2 separate regions of the Sus scrofa genome follow, and region 1 is linked to region 2. Evidence: chromatin contacts called from public HiChIP or PLAC-seq data. All regions are on one chromosome and are shown on one strand. The core of a region is the stretch at or near the end of the contact, and the rest is flanking DNA. Distances in the headings are between cores, read along the strand shown.

Region 1 (3,139 bases), core at 579-3,078, 71 kb before region 2:
GTCACACCCACCCACTATCCCTGGTGCTGCATTACTGCTCCTAGGACCCCACTGCCTCCTGAGTATGGTCCAGAGCTCAGCTATCCAATACAGGAACCATGAACCATGTAGGGGAAATCTGAATATTCAATTATAGTATAATATCAATGATAAATTCTACAGGTGTGATAGTTATGGTTACTAGGAAAATATTATTATGCTTAGACTATATATATATATTCTCTCTCTCTATCTATATATATATACAGGTAGTCATTGAATCTGCAAGTTACCCTCAAATGGTTCATTCAAAAAGGTGTGTATAGAGAGGGAAAGTTAGGGATACAGACAAATGGAAGAGGAAGAGAAAAAAAGCAAATACAGCAACGTAACTGGTGAATCTAGGTGCTAGACATGGGTGTTGACTGTACTGTTCTCTAGTTTTTTCCTAAGGTTTGAAATTTTTCCAAATAAAAAGTTTGGGAGAGACACTGTAAAAAACCTAAATATCCAATGATAAGGGAATGGTGAAATAAACTACAATACTACATATTTACATGGGGAGATACATAGTCATTAAAAAGAGTTTTGAAAGAAAAAAAAAGCAGTCTTCTGAAAAAGGTCTTTCTATAACTAGAACCATTCTATTACTTTAAGGAAAAAAAAACCCTACTAGAGCCATTCTATTCTAAAAAAAAAAAAAATTAAAAAAATCTTAGACAGATTGTGCTACTACACGTAGCTCTTCCTAATGGGATTAAAGCCTATGCTACCTTCATGTAATGGTCTTTGAGGCTTTTGTAAAAAAGAAGGTATAGGATGGTCATGACACGGGGTTCTTAAGGTAGATGAGGGTTACTAGAGCTTCCCCTGAAGGAGATCCGTGTTTGTGCAGAGAGAAATTGAGTGATGTCCACTAGCATTTGGATCCTCTCTCTAATGAGAGACTCTGTCTACCCTTTTGAGTATAGGTGTCCAAAAGGGATGAGTGAGACACCTGCCCCTCTGTACTCCAGGTAAGGCCAAACGAAGTTGTAAGTGGATTTCAACACGGGCCCACAATTTGTGCCCTTGGCTTGGGCAACCCCTCTGCCATCACCCTCAGCCACTTAAGGGCCCGTTAGCACAATACCTGGAACACTGGAGGTGTCTAATATTTCCTGATTAGAACGGAAAATTAAAATACCTACTAAGTTTCAGCAGAAACTTACAACAGCAAATAAAACTCAGGGGTTCAAGGTAACCTTTGCCGGTAATGGTAAATTCCGCTTAAAGACAGATCACTTCATCCTACATATTTGGTTAGGGGTATTCCCAGCCTTATAGTTAGGGGAGGAGGAGCCAAAAGCTAGATAGGCAGGTGTGTCGGGCTAGAGCGTGGAGAGAAAAGGCACGGGTGGGTTCAGATCTGCTATCACGAACAGAGCTCTGATCGGCTACAGCCCGTAAGAATCCTAGCCTGAGCCACCACACGGATCCGCATCAACCTAATTCCAGGAGGGGGTTGAGGATCAAGTCCTAATGGTGCACTGGTGAGTTACAGAATGTCTTGTTGTCATGGAAGCAGGAACAGCTCAGTAACGGTCACGCTGCGCTCATCGTTGAAGTTAATTGAGGCAAAAAGTTAAGTTAACCATTACAGTGAATAAAGAAGATCCAAAGCCAGTCACGCTCAAAGCACAAATGAGCTGAAAGTGCTATGTTTCTTGGAAAATGATCAGTTTATATAGCTGGGACCTTCAGCCAACAAACTTGAAAATAATTAACATTCAAGGTTAAGCGCTCCCTATGCAGTTTTTATTCTTAGCAGGAAGCTGATATCATCCAGGAAATGCTATGTCACTAACTTCCCCTAATACAAGCACACCCAACGTCTCCTGAGCACCTCCCATGTGCCTTGCACTGTGCTGCACGATCTGACATGAGTGCAAGAGGCCTGTGATTTGATGCTATCGTTGGTTTTGTAGGTGAGGACGCTGAAGTGCAGTGGGATTAAGTGATTTGTCCAGGCTTGCACTGGTGGAAGGCACCAGAAATCAAGCCTTGAGTACAAGTCCACACAGACTGGTTATCATATTCCCAGAGAGAGACAATGGGCAGACTCACAAGGATAGGCCTTCAGGATAAGAATTGATTCAGTGTAAGTAAATGAAGGAGGTAGCAGAGTTCTTAATGAGAAGGCTAGACAAACATTAATTACGGAATTTCCTGTCTGATAAAATTTAGACAAAAATCCCAGCATTACTAATAGAGACTCTGTTTGCTAGAAAGAATTGCATTGGGGAAATGGTATGTTAGGTGGAAAGAAATGGTATATTATGTTGAAAGAAAAAAGCATACATTTAAAAGCTCAGTCTACCTGAATTTTTTTTAAAGGTGGGGGGGGGGTCTTTTTGGCCACACCCATGGCATTTGGAAGTTCCTAGACCAGGGATGGAACCCACACCACAGCAGTGGAGATGCCAGGTCCTTAACCCACTGAGCCACCAGGGAACTCCCCAATCTACCTGAATGTTAACTGTGGTTTTGCTCCTAACTTTGCTTAGCCAAGATACCTAAATCATCTCAGCTTCAGCGTCTTCAACCAAGAAATTATTTCAACCTGGGTGCTGTAAGAATTACAGCTACATTTGCCCACTTCTGTGTCTGGAAGAGAATGGTACACGAAGGTAAGTTCTATTTGCCTCCTCGAAAGAATAATTTCTGGCTCACTTTGGAAGAAGCAGCCAAGATGTTATGTCGACAAGTAGCTGAGAGTTTGGGCAGTTTCTTCACTCTGGGCTTCAACTTCCTCGTGGGTAAAACTGGGGAGGTTGGACAGATGATCTCGAAGCTCAAATGCCCACTGAATCAATCTAAGAGGCTAAGATTTTGGTTTCTATCTCTACACTTTTACAGTTATTTATCCAACACCAACTCTACTTATCTTACGTCTTGCCACATCTCTGGAGGGAAAACTGCCAGGAGTGGGAGGCCAAGGAAAGGAGCTAGAAATCAAGAAAAAGAGGACACTTTTTCATTGGTTCTGCCATGTTAGTTCTCAACCAGAAAGCCTCCAGGGGTGCTTTGGATAAAGATAAGTGGGTTAACACGTCATGCTTAGCTAGAAACACCTGGATTCCACAAACTTCCAAGGGAAAGGTAGAAGCAGCATGCCACA
Region 2 (2,935 bases), core at 28-2,527:
TTCCGTGCTTTCTCCTTTCACCCCTGTTAAATAAAACATTATTCAGATATTTGTAAAAGACAGTAAGGAAGACGCTTCAAGAAGGGGACTACTGGGAGTCCCCATTGTGGCTCAGCAGAAACGAATCTGGCTAGCACCCATGAGGACGCAGGTTCGATCCCTAGCCTTGCTCAGTGGGTTAAAGATCTAGCATCGTCATGAGCTGTGGTGTAGGTCGCAGATAGGGCTTGGATCTTGAGTTGCTGTGGCTGTAGTATAGGCCAGTAGCTGCAGCTCCAATTCAACCCCTAACCTGGGAACCTCCATGTGCCACTGGTGTAGCCCTAAAATACAAAAAAAAAAGAAAGAAAGAAAGAAAGAAGAAGAAGAAGGGGACTACTGCAATGGGGAAGAAGCAGCAGGGAAGAGAAATTGGGCTCAACTCTGAACACAACATGGATAAATGGAGATTTATGGGCAAGGAGCAGGGTCAATGGATGGAAAATTACTTTGAGGAGACATCACGGCTAGTGGGGTTCTTGCTAGAATGACACAATAGGTTTCTGGGTTAAGGCAGGCCAGGGTGATGAGAGATAGCGAGGGTGAGGACTGAGAAATCTGATCGGACATCAAGGATGGGGATTTTCACTAAACTGACTCAGCAGGATTCTTTTTTAAGTAAAGTATAGTTGATTTACAGTGTGCCAATTTCTGCTGCACAGCAAAGTGACCCAGTCATTCATATATATATATATACATATATATATACACATATATATATATATTCTTTTTTAATATTCTTTTCTAATATTCTTTTCCATCATGGTCTATCACAAGAGACTGGATATTGTTCCCTGTGCTATACAGTAGGACCTCATTGCTTATCTACTGTAAATGTAATAGTTTGCATCTACCAACCCCAACTCTCAGTCCATCCCACTCCCTCCCCCTCTCCCCTTGGCAACTATAAGTCTGTTCTCTATGTCTGTGGGTCAGTTTCTGTTCTGTAGACAGGTTCATTTGTGCCATATTTTAGATTCCACATATAGGTAATATAATACAGTATTTGTCTTTCTCTTTCTCAGCAGGATTCTTGCTAAAACTGGACTAAGCAGGCTAAGGACCAAGCATACAGTTAAGGCACAGTCAAAAGGACAACTCAGGAGTTGTCCTTATTGGGTTAAAGATCTGGCATTGTCACTGCAGTGGCTTATTCGGTTAAAGATCTGGCATTGTCACTGCAGTGGCTTGAGTCATTGCTGTGGCCTCAGATTCAGTCTCTGGCCTGGCAACTTCTACATGACATGGGTGTGGCCAAAAACCAAAACACAGCAAGACAAAACAAAAAAAGAGAACTCAGAGGAAACTGACTCAAGTTTAGTCAAAGAATTGTTGTCAGTTGTCACCCCTTGGGACAGAAGTAGTAGCAGCCATAGTGGATGGTAAGTGCTATGTCTAAGTGTGACAAGGGAATCCCGCAGGGGGGAAAAAAAGGTCAGACCCCTGAATAGCTGAGCAATGATGGAGAAGTGAGGCAGGGCCTCCTCCCACATGTGCCCAGACATGACACGGCCTTAAAAAGCTGGAAAAGTCTGATCCTGAGATACAAGATTCGAGGGGCTTGGTCACTCTGATACTGAATATTAGAAGAGCAATTCTCTTTCTCTCTCTATAGAGCTCAGAGCTTATTAGCTCAGCAGATTTGAACGATGAGTTTAGGGTTCAAAGCTCATCCCTGGGGTGATTCAGTTTGGTAAATGTGCGGTATGGCAGATTTCCTTATTGTCTTCAATTCTTCATCCTTCCCCACATCATAATCTTTGTGCTAAGGCTTTTCAATTCCTCTCACTAGAAGTAGAGTAGATTCCTCCATCCTATTGACATTGGACTTGGCCATGTGGCACGTTTTGCCCAATGGGATGTTAGCAGAAGGGATGCAGGCAGAGGCTTGAAATGCACCTTTGTGGTTAGGCTTGTTCTCTCGTGTTTCTGCCACTGTTGTGAGCAGATCACATCCCAGGTAGCATGCTGGTTCAAAGAGGGTGAGAGGCCCTTGGTGTAGTCCTAGATCCAACTATATCTTAGACCAAGCCTTTTCAAGGCTCGTCTGGATAAGCCAATTGCCAGGTGCACAAGGAAGAATAAATAATTACTGTGTGAACAGAGTGAATGAGTTTAGGGTGGTTTATTATACATCACAGTTGCTGCACTAGCTGACTGACACATGAGGACATACAGGCACGAGCAGGACCTGACAACAAGTACGTAACAATGTGCGCATGTGTGTGTGACGCCACCAGCACAGGGATGGCATGCAATACTCTTGCAGAGCATCACTTTCCTGCCCAAAAGGACCGTGCATTTACATACCTACCCATACTCAGGGAGGTTCTTCGCTTATTTTTTTACGTTACCTGTAGAATAGCTGTTTCTATAATGCCATTAAGTTCTAACCCTAAGCTCCAACCTTCAGTCCTTAACCTAACGTTAACTCCTAACAGCCAACCCTAATCCCAACCTCTAACCCTCACCCCAGATCCTAACTCTAACGGTTACCCAAACCCTTAACCCTAATCCAAGTACCAAACTCTACCATCAACCCTCTCACATCAAACCCTATGACGTAACGCTAACGCTGAGCCCTAACCCCAACCTCAACATGAACTCTAACCCTGACCGGAAGCCCAAGCCCTTTCTCCACGATACTCTGCTTACCTGTGGCAACTGCCCCATCCATGCTCCCTCCCAGAGTGAGGAGCTTTTCTACAGAGGGACTTGCTCTTTCTTTCTTTCTTTCTTTTTTTTTTAGGGCTGCCCCTGTAGCATATAGAGGTTCTCAGGCTAGGGGTCTTATTGGAGCTGTAGCCACAGCAACGCGGGATCCAAGCCGCATCTACGACCTATACCACAGCTCACAGCAACGCCAGATCCTTAACACACTGAGCGGGGCTAGGGA

The links. HiChIP or PLAC-seq counts read pairs in DNA pulled down with a chosen protein or histone mark.
Region 1: a contact with region 2 is called in an H3K27ac HiChIP or PLAC-seq map of alveolar macrophages. The contact joins two enhancer-like sites. A contact is called at or near these places in 2 of 5 promoter capture datasets (fetal liver and liver), 26 of 47 Hi-C or Micro-C datasets (adipose tissue, alveolar macrophages, blood and 14 more) and 2 of 2 datasets of contacts at active chromatin or transcription factors (alveolar macrophages and skeletal muscle).

What each region holds. Positions count from the first base shown.
Region 1 is chrX:20,531,015-20,534,153 of Sscrofa11.1, reverse strand. All of the region lies in intron 1 of PDK3 (pyruvate dehydrogenase kinase, isozyme 3), which reads right to left. Among named protein-coding and RNA genes, the nearest start is that of PDK3, 46 kb to the right of the region's middle. Within about 2 kb of position 1,828, at least 4 of the 83 cell types and tissues checked have an H3K27ac peak or open chromatin away from gene starts, as enhancers often do. A contact at or near this core is called in alveolar macrophages, where this site is marked.
Region 2 is chrX:20,460,148-20,463,082 of Sscrofa11.1, reverse strand. No RefSeq gene overlaps it. Among named protein-coding and RNA genes, the nearest start is that of PDK3, 25 kb to the left of the region's middle. Within about 2 kb of position 1,277, at least 3 of the 83 cell types and tissues checked have an H3K27ac peak or open chromatin away from gene starts, as enhancers often do. A contact at or near this core is called in alveolar macrophages, where this site is marked.